Regions from separate parts of the Sus scrofa genome. Here regions 1 and 3 are each linked to region 2. Evidence: chromatin contacts called from public HiChIP or PLAC-seq data. All regions are on one chromosome and are shown on one strand. Each heading gives the region's core, a stretch centred on a gene start, on an enhancer-like site or on the middle of the called end of the contact. The rest is flanking DNA. Distances are from core to core; before and after follow the strand shown. Region 1 overlaps LOC110255481 (a long non-coding RNA gene). Region 2 overlaps LOC110255481 (a long non-coding RNA gene). Region 3 has its middle 85 kb from the start of AHR.

What was found. HiChIP or PLAC-seq counts read pairs in DNA pulled down with a chosen protein or histone mark.
Region 1: an H3K27ac HiChIP or PLAC-seq map of alveolar macrophages shows a contact between it and region 2. The contact joins two enhancer-like sites. A contact is called at or near these places in 1 of 47 Hi-C or Micro-C datasets (embryonic fibroblasts) and 1 of 2 datasets of contacts at active chromatin or transcription factors (alveolar macrophages).
Region 3: an H3K27ac HiChIP or PLAC-seq map of alveolar macrophages shows a contact between it and region 2. The contact joins two enhancer-like sites. A contact is called at or near these places in 1 of 5 promoter capture datasets (liver), 1 of 47 Hi-C or Micro-C datasets (embryonic fibroblasts) and 1 of 2 datasets of contacts at active chromatin or transcription factors (alveolar macrophages).

What each region holds. Positions count from the first base shown.
Region 1 is chr9:86,851,699-86,855,994 of Sscrofa11.1, forward strand. The region is part of intron 1 of LOC110255481 (a long non-coding RNA gene); the gene reads right to left. Among named protein-coding and RNA genes, the nearest start is that of SNX13, 230 kb to the right of the region's middle. Within about 2 kb of position 2,478, at least 9 of the 83 cell types and tissues checked have an H3K27ac peak or open chromatin away from gene starts, as enhancers often do. A contact at or near this core is called in alveolar macrophages, where this site is marked.
Region 2 is chr9:86,656,363-86,660,481 of Sscrofa11.1, forward strand. The region is part of intron 4 of LOC110255481 (a long non-coding RNA gene); the gene reads right to left. Among named protein-coding and RNA genes, the nearest start is that of AHR, 150 kb to the left of the region's middle. Within about 2 kb of position 1,524, at least 13 of the 83 cell types and tissues checked have an H3K27ac peak or open chromatin away from gene starts, as enhancers often do. A contact at or near this core is called in alveolar macrophages and embryonic fibroblasts, where this site is marked.
Region 3 is chr9:86,424,120-86,428,669 of Sscrofa11.1, forward strand. No RefSeq gene overlaps it. Among named protein-coding and RNA genes, the nearest start is that of AHR, 85 kb to the right of the region's middle. Within about 2 kb of position 3,127, at least 10 of the 83 cell types and tissues checked have an H3K27ac peak or open chromatin away from gene starts, as enhancers often do. A contact at or near this core is called in alveolar macrophages and embryonic fibroblasts, where this site is marked.

The DNA of each region.
Region 1 (4,296 bases), core at 1,228-3,727, 200 kb after region 2:
TTAAAGAGTAGCAAAGAAGTTATTTGCCAATTGAGGAGACAACTATTTTATGCCTTCTTCTACATGAGATGGTCTCTTCTTGAACAGACAATTTCTAAGTAATCTGCAAAGGAAATAGTTTTCATGTAGGCTACATCTATACATTTACCAAATCTGCACTTCTCCTATTCACCAGTCACTACTAAATTCCATCTTCTTATGCTACACCGTCATAGCCCTGCCTCCTGACCTTCTGCACAATCATCCAAAATAAAATGTTAGCTCTTTATTCCTGTGCACACACAAAAATGTTGTCATGGTTTCTAATTGGCTTGCAAATTCAAGCCACTCTCCAGACACCAATCCACACTGTGTAGTTTTATATTCCACTATTTCCCATACCATGGGCTTCAGTCTGTTTACACCCTCTACTACTAGCATGGAATTCTAGTTCCCATTGTAATCACTTTACTCATTCACTTGCCTCCCCTAGAATTCTCTGCTCTCAACTCCACTACCTATTCAGATTCTACCCATACTTCCAGATTCACCTGCAGCTGTATCTGAGAGCTTCAAGTGTTAAAGATCTCTCCTGCCCTTCTCAATGGGACTTAGGATCATCTATTGATCAAATGCACAAGTTAATCATAAAACAGCAAAATAAATAGTTTTAATCATGATAATCAAATTAATATGATTTCTGTGTAGGCAGTTCACCTTCAGTTAGTACCCAACAGCAGTAATCAGCACTTCTCCCCATTAGTAGAACTCAGATTCTCAAAATCAACTGCTTTTCAAAATCATCTCTAAAGCCTATATAAGAATGGAGGTCTAGACCCCTCCCTGAGATTACAATTCAGACGGTCCAAAGAAAATAGTTTCCAGTAACTCTGCACATATTTCTGATACCCACCCAGGTCTAGCACATTGTTTTTCCAAGGAAGATTCCAGTTGACTGCTTATCAATTGACATACAAATGACTCCACAATGATTCAAAGAAGTGATAGGAAAAACAGGCGATTGGGGTTCATCTACTGATTCAAAAAAAAGGCAAAAAGTTTTGCCTTATTAAATTCACCAGCCTGAGAGTTCCCAATGTGGCTCTGTGGAATCAAATCTGACTAGTATCCATGAGGATGAAGGTTTAATCCCTGGCCTTGCTCAGTGAGTTGGGGATCCACCGTTGCCGTGAGCTGCAGTGTAGGTCGTAGATTCGGCTTGGATCCTATGCTACTTTGGCTGTGGTGTAGGCCAGCAGCTGTAGCTCTGATTCAACCCCTAGCCTGGGAACACAGGCTGTGGGTACAGCCCTAAAAAGAAAAAAAAAAAAATTCATCAGACCCTACACAGGTGATTGCACAGCAGGATATTAGGTTATTTTTAGGCAGAAGGAATGGTATATACACTGAGTCATGGCCAATGGAAAGATTTTAGAACAACATAGAAATGCTCATGCCATTAAAATGACTTAGTTAAGCCATCATTACTTCATTGCTGCAGTTACCCAAACTGGCAGAGGTTCCCTATCCTAACTGTGCCTAGAGTAATCTGCCAAGAAATGTATATACACATTGGCCCACTTAACCAGAAATTTGCAGAATGGGATCTGGAGAATCTATATTTTCAATAACTCCAGGTGATTCTTTAGAGAAGAAAGATTTGAAAATCTCAGGCCATTCCAAGGTCTTTCTCTATTCCCTTTAGTCAGATTTTGCCTTAAAGGAGCTGCCTGGTAAATCTTAAGCCATTTCCACTAGACCTTCCTGATAGGAGATCTTTCCAATGGCATTCCAGATATCCATAACGAAGTAATAAATGATGGCTTCGATGAAGACAAAAATTTGGTTTGCGTTAGCTGATATTCTTTCATCTTTCCAATGGCCATCACAATGATGGCTTAACTAAGTCATTTTAATGGCATGAGCATTTGTATGTTGTTCTAAAATCCTTCCACTGGCCATGACTCAGTGTATATACCACTCTTTCTGCCTAAAAATAACCTAATATCCTGCTGTACAGACAATTAAAAAGCAGCTGAAAAGTTTAACTACTTCATTGAGTAAACATCTTAACTGGGTACTCATCTCATGAGCTACCCTTTCTTTAAATATACTTGCAGACAGTTTTCCTTCAATTGCAAAAAAAAAAAAAAATCTCCATTATGAAACTTTCCTTTCAATTATAACACAGGAGATATTTTGATGTACACCAACCGACAAAAAGAGTGTTTGCCAGTTGGTGTGTTTCCCTTATTATGTAAAATTGGAAATGGAAACTGCGGCCTTGATGAAAACACTGAAATTCCAGTAAGTAGGATTAGTCATACTTTTCGTGTACCAGGGTTAGATTTCCAACAGCAAGTAAAAGTTCCCTGAGCTACTAGTAGAAGAAAACATACTCCAATTAAAAGAAAAAAGAAGGAACTACACAGGCTTGCAAGAGCCAAAGCAGGGATGAGTAACATTTGACATTTGAAAGGCTGGAATCTGAGCAAACGCCTTTCTCCCAGAGGAGAAACTTCTCACCAAATAGTTGGCTCATTGTGGTATCTCGCTTTCTTTGAAACAGCAAGTCTCAAATCTTTAGGGAGAAGGCAAATTAATGAAAACCTTTTTGGCTTAACTCCTCACAGCCTGGGAACTGGTGTAATCAAATCAAGAAGTTCCAGCCAACTGAGATTTAAATTAGACCCTGGCCAGAGGAGTGGGAAGGGCCTCAGTTGTAACTGATTGTTGACAGGCCTGGGGCCCCTCCTGTGCTCCCTCAATGAGTGTCTGGGGGCTTTTTACTTCCACTCTTAATAAGGTCTCACTGTTTGAGAGCTAACATTTGGACCTCCTTCTTCGTCTTGAACATTAGAACAGTTACCCTTTCAACTGCAGGAAATATTTTCATATAAACACCAGAGCAAGTAGGTAAAAGGATGAGTCAGGGATCAAAAAAATCTGCACTGTCACCCCCATAATTCAGAGAGAACGAGAGACAAAGGAGCAAAGAAATAGAGTAGACCTTTAGACGTTCCTAAGCATTTAATTAAAGTAAGATTTATACACGTTCCATACGTCTCAGAATCCTTCAGATCAGCGGAGTATAAAATAACCCTTCCGCAACACGATGTTAAGTTTCTTAAATGCCAATGGCCAAATTTAGAGTATTTACGTGTTTTTCTTCCAAACCCTCTATGCACTCCAAGTAATCTCTTTTGAAGCCATCATATCCCCTCACAACTCACACAGAAAATTCAAGTCTTATTCTACTTCTTCTAAATCCTTCCCAATCAGATGAGCAAAAATTAGTAAGGTCTTAGTGAACCTGAGGCTAGGCCTGATGCCCTGCCCTGTTCCACCCACAAACAGGATAAAAACAAGAACCCATTGCCACCCTATCTCCCAAGCTAACAGTGTCCACGAACTTTCCTGGCACCTTACTGTTCCTTACATGGTTCTTCCTCCTCCTAAGTCAGTTTATAATGCATACTCCTGAATAAATGCTTGTATTAGTTTCCTAATACAAAGCACCAGAAAATGGGCAGCCTAAAACAGAAATTTATTGTCTCCCAGTTTTTGAGGCTAAAGTCTGAGATGAAGTTGTTGGCAGGGCTGGTTCCTTCTGAGGGCTGTGAGGGAAGGCTCCATTTCAGGTCTCTCCACCTGGTTTGTAATGGCCATCTTCTCCTTGTCTCTTCATATCATCTTCCCTCTATGTGTATCCCTTTGTCCAAGTTTCCCCTTCTTACCAGGACAACAGGCATGCTGGATGAGAGCCTACCTTAATGACCTCACTTTTGCTTGGTTACCTCTATAAAGATGCTATCTCCAAAAAAAAGAAAAGTGACATGTTGAGTTCCTAGGGATAAGACTCCAAACATAAATTTTGGTCAAAATCCAACCCATTAAAATCCTCTACCTGACCTTAGACAGTAAACACTAATGCCTAACACTCTGAGAAGCAAGGATGCAAACACACCAGGCCATATGTCATCTCAGTAATATCTTTAGAAGGAAGCTTACAGAATGCCCTTACATGCAGTTATCTGTAGAATGCTAAATGAAATTCACAGCAATCTGGTTATCCATAAGATACCTTTTCTTATAAATGTATACAAAGTGTTCTCTATTATACATTATGAAATAGTGAAACTAAAATCTCAACAGAGAGTTATCTTTGGCTTTTTTAGTTTTTCTCTGCTAAATGCAATTACCAAGCTGATGTCTCCATTTTGTGCATTGACTGGTGAGACAACAATATAGTTTTGTCACCCTCATTGAGGTAGGAGGTAGATGGGCCCCTGGGCTGAGAACAGCTGGGACTTATTA
Region 2 (4,119 bases), core at 274-2,773:
CCTTTGTCCCAGAATTGTCCTTGCCACAGACTTGGTGACCTGTGTCTACTAGAATGTAACAGAAGAGAGACAGCTGAGTGGGGAGGGCAGAAGTGGTGTGTTCCTGTGTTCCTTCATCTGTTGTACAAGAATGCACAAGTTTACTGAGGACATCATTGAAAATGCTTAGGTGGGAGGTCTTCAGCTGATATGCTACCAAAGACTGCTCTGGGAGTAAGGGGAGCCAGCAGCAAGATCCTGTAGGATGTACCACAGAAGGTGGGAGAGCACTGGGCTGCAAAGAATGCAGATGGATAGTCCAGCTCAGGAAATTACTCAGTCGGCAGGTTTCCCTTGTAGACCTACCTTCCTACCCAAGAACTGATTCAGCAGCCACCATGTAAATGCCTGCATCCCAGAGGCACCAACATCAGTCTTGGATTAGCCAGAGAAACAGTAGCAACCAGAAACAAAAATGGACACAGAGGCCAGTGATATTATGAATAAAATGTTTAAGCATTGCTTAAGATGAAGGAGTCATCTATTATCTATCAGTCAGAAAGATATTAATGCACACATCTCTAAGCTTCTTTCTAAGAAATGTTGTTCTTAAAGTTCTTCAAGATTTAGATCATTGTTCCTCCATCTGTGTCAGCTAGAAAAACTAAATGATAATTCACATAGTTGGCTTTAAGTGTATTTGTTGCATTCTAATGATTTGAAATTTGAAAATCAAACTACGTGATTTACTATTACTCAGAGTGTCTGAGTAAACAAAATACTGTTTTCTTTCACAACAGTTCTCATACTCTGGCAAACATGCACTTGGCTGTTGGCTTGAGTGGCTAATGTTGTTCAGTACCCCTGCTAATGCCAGAGGCTTGTATTTCCCCCTCAACTACAGTTTGGCTCAGAGCTAAGTCCTCTCTGGGCATTTCCCTGAGTTGGAGGGAGCCACTAAAACTAAAATGCTCTCTCACAGGGTGCATCTGCATCCAGCAGCTGACTGGCACAGAGTGGAAGACTTGGCCCTCTTTGGAGCCTCAATTCAAGATAGTCTGAAGGGCAATCAGCTCCAGAACTCCCCATGAGATTGCCTGAGGCCTTCGTTGCCCCTGAACGTCACCCCAGTTTCTCTGGCTCTCTGCTCTACCTGGCACTCTGACCCCCAGAGCACATTCCAAAAAGCCCCTTTCATGCAACTCTCTGTCTCAGAGTCTGTGTGCTGGGGAATTTGACCTAAGACAAATGACTATATTTAGGAAGTAAGCAACAAATTAGTGATCAATATAAGAGTAATAATTGTGGCTATTAAAAATTAATATTATATAAATTCTAAAATGTAAGCTCATTTCCATCTTTTACCTCAGTTCCATTAATGTAAGAATTAATTCTTTGATCTAAGTTAGGAGGGTAGCAGAGAAATCAATTTAACAAACAAATCTTCTTAAGCTCTCTATGACCAACTCCCAACTTGGGGAAAATTAAGTCCAGTGACTATTAGACTAAATACTATCACAAACTAGCAAATACAGGAAATGCCCCACCACCCCATCTCCTTCTTCTCTCCCAGTATTTCCTCATCTGTGTCTGTTAAGCAAGTGATGATTCATCAGAACCCAGAAGTGGAAAGGCATTGCTACTAACTTTCAAAAGACATAAAAACTATTCCTTCTATTACACAACAAGATAGAAATTCTTATTTATTTTGTTTAATTTGAAAAGCCTTTCTTTAGAGTATTTTGTCTACTTTATTATACAGCCAATGGATATTACTGAAAAATGTGATTCTGTTATAGTGTTCTGGCTTGTATAACTATAAAGAAGTTTTCTGAAATGGCATCCAGGCCTGCTTTCCCTTGTAAACATCACTGGTGAGGGAGCATTCTAAAGTGTGATTTGGAGCTGGCTGGATATATTTTTAGAAAACCTAATTGAGGAAGTTTTTAGGTTGGATTCCCCCTAAAAGCAGACCCTGAGACAATGATTTCAGTCCAAATGGTTTATTTGCGGAGTGAAGCCGTGGTAGGAGAGTGGGGAAGGAAGGAAACCAGCAGAGGACATATTAATGAACAGATAAGTACTCAATAAAAATGGAGCTCAATCCTCCTACAGAGAACACACTTCAAAGTTGTCCCACCTAAGATATAAAGAGGCTGGAGTATTTATCTACCAACTCCTGACTGGTTGATTAAGGGATGCTTACAGGGTGGTTCACTACCCAGATCTTCCAGCTTTCCCTATACACATATGGACCAAGCTTGCTGCTCCTGCCAGAGAAAGCTCTTAGGCAGAGAGTTGCATGCATTTACATTAAGAAACTGTCTTACTAGAAGGGCATTGAGGGAATAAGAGTGGGATATCAACAGCACCCGCTAAAGTTATGCAATACTTTGCCTGAAAGCCTTTGAAAATAAATAGGCCTCTGACAAGACTAAAATCTATCCCTTTTGGGAGATAATAGAAGTGATTGTTAGACTTAATTGTAATTCTAATACTCTAGGCATCTAGAAAAATTAAATGCTATTGATAAATAAAAGCAAGCTGAATATATTTTTGATAAAATTTCACAAATAATTTTATCAAAAATATATTCAACATTATTTATGAAAAGTGTGCTATGAAGAAGTAATACTGTTAAATATCCATACAACCCAAAACCGTCTCTAGATTCTATGCAATCCCTGTGAAAATTCCAATGACATTTTTATAGACATTAAAAAATAATCCTAGAGTTTATTTGAAAACACAAAAGATGTTGAATCACCAAAGCAATCTTGAGAAAGAAGAACAAAGAGGGTATCATACTTCCGGATGTCAAACTATACTTCAAAGCTACAGCAATTAAAATAGTATAGTATTGGTACAAAATTAGACACACAGAACAAGAATAGAGAACCCAGAAATAAATCCGTGCATATATATTCAACTAATATTTGACAAGAGAACCAAGATTACTCGCTGGAGAAAAGAGAGTCTCCTTAATAAATGGTGCTTGGAAAATTGGGCAGTCACAAGCAAAATAATGAAATTAGATCCTTATCTTTCACTACCCACAAAAATTAAATAAAAATGGATTAAATACTTAAACATAAGATGTAAAACCATAAACTTCCTAGAAGAAAACAGGAATTCTTAACACTGATCTTGGCAATGAGTTTTTAAATAAAACATTTATAGCACAAGCAACAAAAGCAAAAATAATGTGGGACTACATCAAACTGAAAGTCTTTTGCACAGAAAAATAATCAAAAAAATGAAGAAGCAACCCATGGAGTGGGAGAAAATATTTGCAAACCACATATCTGATAAGGGGTTAATATTCAAATTATATAAAGAACTCACACAACTAAATAGCAAAAAACAAATAACCTAATTTAAAAATGGGCAAAGGAGCTGATTAGTTTTTCTTCCAAAGATTATATTTAAATGGATAACAATACATGAAGAGGTGTGCAACATCACTGATCATCAAGGAAATGCAAATCAAAACCACAATGAGATATCACTTTTTATGTGTAAAATTAGCTACTGTCAGAAAGACAAGAAACAAGAAATGCCAGTGAGGATATGGGGAAAAGGGAAGTCTGTACACTATTGGATGGAATATAAATTGGTGCAGCCACTATGAAAAACAGCATGAGGATTCCTCAAGAAATTAAAAATAGAACTGCCATTATGATCCAGAAGTGAGTATATATCTGAAGGAAATTAAATCAGTCTCAAGTACTTCTATGTTCATTGCAGCATTATTTACAATAGATAAGACATGGACACAACCTGAGTGACATCAACAGATGAATGAACAAAGAAAATATACACACACGCAACTAGAATATTATTCAGCCATAAAAAAGAAAGAAATGCTGCCATTAGTGACAGCATGGATGAAACAAGGTGTGCTAGATGTAATAAGTTAGACATGGAAAGACAAATGCTGTATCATCCCTCTGAAAAAACCAAACTCAGAGAAACAGAGAACAGACTGGTGGTTGTCAGATGCAGGGCATGGGAAGTGGGGAAATGGATGAAGGTGGTCAAATGGTACAAACTTTCTGTTATGAGTTCAATAATTATGGGGATGTAATGAATAACATGGTAATATAGTTACCAATACTGTACTGTATATTCGATAATTGC
Region 3 (4,550 bases), core at 1,877-4,376, 230 kb before region 2:
CCAGGGCTATTTGAAAAAAAGTATTACATGGTAGACTGTCTTTTCCTAAATTCTTTCCCACATTAGGAATTGGTTTGATTAAACGTTGAGTTATGTGCACATAAACTAGAATGAAGAGAGACAAGGCAATGTCCAGAAAATAAAAAGACAAGAAAAAAAAATTCTGGATGGCCAGAGGTCAAGGCAGAGCCATTAACTGCTGGTCTATACCTCTAGATTGATATTGTCTTCAAGGGAGCATGGAGCTAAGTCCTCAGAGGAAGTTCTATATTGAACATACCCTGTTCCTAAAAATAAACTGCTATACCAGTCTCCCACTAGAGTTGCTATGTCCTGACTCTCCATCAGTGTCCCAACAGTGTCAGACTTTTTCATGACTATGGTTCTTGTGGCCTGTTCACTTTGGATTTAAAGTCTGGTTTTGGAAACCTAATATCTGACACTGTGCCCTCACTTTCTGCCAAGAAAACCTCTTCATTTCCATGTTATTCCTCTTTGTTCTGCCAGTCAAGTTTGTTTTGACAGTTTCCAGTGCTTCTCTAAGATGTTCCCATCCCCAGTCTGTTCATATGTGTGTTTGTGTTCACTTTTTTTCATTTGTTTTTTCCCACAAGTTGCTGCAAGTTACCTCCCCTGGCCAAGGAGAAAACCTGGAAGGTTGTAGGAAAATAACTTTCAATCTTTGGAAAGAGATGGAGCTTCCTTCATGCATCGGACAGGTGGGTGACAGAGCAATCTAAAACAAGTAGGAAAATAATCATCAAATGAAATTTTGAGAATAGCTGTCTAAGAGCTTATTAAATATCCAGCCCCAGGCAAAGAACATTCTATTGATTATCTCATTTAAACCTTACATTCTTTGAAATTCATATTCTTATTTTCCCAACTTAACATGTGAAGAAGCTGAGGCTTAAGGAGGTAAAGCACAGGGTCAAAGAATCTATACTGTTTGATATTGGGATGTGGTTACATTTCAGAGTAGTAACTGGAGAGAGTGGCACGTGGAAACCCACTCAGAGAATGGCTATGTCTTCTTTTTTGGTCTGGGTGCAGGTTACATAGGGATATTTACTCTGTGAAATTTCATCAATCTTTACACTGCTATACACACACACACAACACTTCAATAAATGTTTCAGTTTTACAAACTCTAATAATAATTTAAAAAATAACTTGTTCATGGTCTCAGGAGAGGAAGTGTAATAGAATGCAGATCTTTCTGTCTCTAGAGCCTAGAGGTTTAGGCTGAGCTCACTGCCTTCCCTTTGATAGCCTTAGCATACATGGATAATGTGAAGACTATGGGACTGAATGCCATGAATATCTGGGCTTTTGCTGTCTGAATAATCTCCTTGGGGAAATAGACTTGCCCCTGATAGTGTGGAAAAAATGTTGGGCAATAGTCTCTCCAGAGGAAACATTTATTATGGATTTGGGAAAAGAGGATGTTGAAACTGACATGGCCTCTGCTGTGCAGCAACAGGAACCAAGGCTTGGTTTCCAGAGACCTCAAAGATTGTCAAAGAGTAATGACTTGGCACTCAAAATTAAGTTTAGGTTTTCTTTGATCCTAAATCTGTCCAGTGCACTAAACTGGGCTATACTTCTATGATCCCGTCATGGTCAGTTGTGTAGAAATAAAGCTAATCTTCAATTCTGAGTTAAGCTGACCCTCCTCCACAAAAAAAGGGGGAAAAAGGGAACTAAGAAATAATGGCAAGGAGAAAAATGGAATAGCAAAAACAAGGTAAGAGAAGTTTCACACCAAAAGGGCCAGTCAAAGAGGTGAAAACCTACAGGGTACAGTGGACCGGAAACCACAGAAAGTAAAACAGAATGAGAAAGCTCTGGTTTTGTACTGGAGGCAGAGTTTAAAGAGATTTCTAAGATGCTATGATTTCATCCTTGGGTGGGAGCAACCTATGTACAGCATGAATTGGTTTGCACTACTTTAGGGCAACTCAAGGTTCTAAGTATTTTCCTCTACGTATTTAGTGACTATGTATGTGTTACTTGCCACAGGGAAAATGTGGATCGTGAAAATTATGGTTTCTGTTTCTCAAACACTGCTAATAAAACATCTCTATAAACATCTTTATGTCCAACACATTGACATTAAACACTCTGGTTCCATTGAAGCTTTTTACACAGTAGCTGACACCTGTGCACAGCTCTGGTTTCCCCTCGGAAATATACAGGAAAATATGGGCGCTTCACTAGTCCCTTTCCCATAAATGTTTTCCAAGTTTCATAGACAAATATCCTCTGTATTTTGTCTGCTGAAATATTCATTTCATTGTCACTGGGAGTTTGGCAGGTCTTAGCTCACCCAGGTCATGTTGTTCCTTCCCTTCTGCAAAAGTTGCATAAAACTTCAGGTCAGAGGAGGCCACTCTATGGGTAGATTCAGCAGCACTTTCTTCTACTTCTGTGGCTTGAAATACTCCATGGAAGACTGCACAGAGCTTATCTTCTTTCTATTGCTTTAGACACGTAGGAGTTGCTAACAACACTTAATAATCTCCTGAAAGGAGAGGCCCCATCTCTTAGGATGTAACATGTTGAGAACTAGTCTAGGAAGTTAACCTAAACCACACATTAGTAACTGAAACTTTCAAATTCATGCTGTTGGGAAAAAAAAGGAAAGCCAAAAGTTAAAATTGTTGTTGGTTACTGAATGCCATCAGAACAAGAAAGAAAAGAGAGGAACTGCATAAAAAAAAAAATAAAACTAAAAGTTGGTGTTGTAAAAGACATAATGAGACATGGTAAATATGGCAAGCTAGTGGTAATCCTCTCTCTCTTGAAGTGTTGTCATAAGAGTGAGAAAAATTGTATATGGATCACCCAGCGAGTATTCATATGTTCTAGACCAATACAAGTGTATTTTACCTGTAGTATTTACTTCTGTTATCTTTAATTCCTCACAAGCACTTATAAAGTAGACTCAACCCTGTTTTACAGATAAGAAAATTGAAAGTAAAGGAAGCATACATTTCTTGTCCACGGTGAGACAGCTACTCATTCTGAGTCAGGATTTGCACCCAGGCAGTTTAGCTCCAGAGATAAGAGCATTAACCCCTACGTTGCAGAACTGGCCTCAGTGTACAGAGGAGTTCTGAGCAAGGTCTCAACTCCTGACTTTGACCAGGTGGGGGCAGCAGGAGATGCTCAGTGCTTTAGTCAGAGTGATCTTTCCAATATGTAACTCTATAGATTGTGTTCTCTTGCTTTAAAACGCAGTAAGTGTTGAGTTCAGACTGCTGTGGAAATGTAGTGAAGCACTTCATGATGTGGGGTCTGCCTATCCCTTTAACTCATGCATTGTTGGCTGCTCTTGCTATTGTTTTTGTTTTGTCTTTTTGTCTTTTCTAGGGCCACACTTGCGGCATATAGAGGGTCCCAGGCTAGGGGTTCAGTCGGAGCTGTAGCCACCGGCCTATGCCAGAGCCACAGCAACGCGGGATCCAAGCCACGTCTGTGACCTACACCACAGCTCAGAGCAGCACAGGAGCCTTAACCCACTGAGCGAGGCCAGGGATGGAACCTGCAACTTCATGGTTCCTAGTCACATTCGTTAACCACTACGCCACGAGGGATACTCCGCTATTGTTTTTTTGTTTGTTTGTTTAAATATATTGTTTCTTTAATATAATATATCGGATTTTGCCATACTCTGTTGTAGTTGCTTATATACAAGTCTATCTGCCTGAGAGGCTAGAATCCAGTGAGGGAGCTTCCATGTTTGTTTTCTCTCTGTTATACTCCATTAGGGAGTAATAGCCAAAATTTGAATTAACAGAAGTCACAGGCCTCAGTCAATCAGGATAGACATCTGAAGTAACCAAGCAGTAGGATTTTGTCATTGGGTAGCCTTCCATTACAGACCACTGGTGGATACTTTCTATTTGTGAATGAATGAATGAATGAACGATGTTAAGAAATAGCACTAGATATTTTTGCCTTTGGTTTCATTCTCACTCTTGGCTCTGCTTTATGTCCTTTTTCTTCCTCAATTCTAAGTTATATATTTAAAAATATATTTTGGGAATTCCTGTTGTGGCATAGTAGGATCGGCAGCCTCTTGGGATCACTGGGACACAGGTTTGATCCCTGACCCAGCACAATGGGTTAGGGATCTGGCACAGCCACAGCCGTGGCTTGGATTTGATCCCTGGCCTGGGAATTACATATGCCGGGGGTTGGCCAAAAAAGAAAAATGTTTCTGTATCCTTAAAATTAGATTTTAATCTCTTTCGTGATGAGGATTGGGATAAGTTAGTACATAAAACTGTTGGTGGATATTAACTACCATTGAAACTGATCACTACAAGGATCAATAAGATGGGTGTTCACCTGAAAAATAGGCTGTGGATTATAATACCTTTTTTTCCAAATATCAACCGTTCTGGCTGTTTTGGTGTCTCGAATTTAGAGATTTGTTTCTTATAATTAAAATGTTGCCTTTCAAAGATGAACTGCAAGCTATCCTGGAATGGTTAAGTACTGAAAAATTTAATTAATATTTTAAAATCTTAGCATTGATTCAT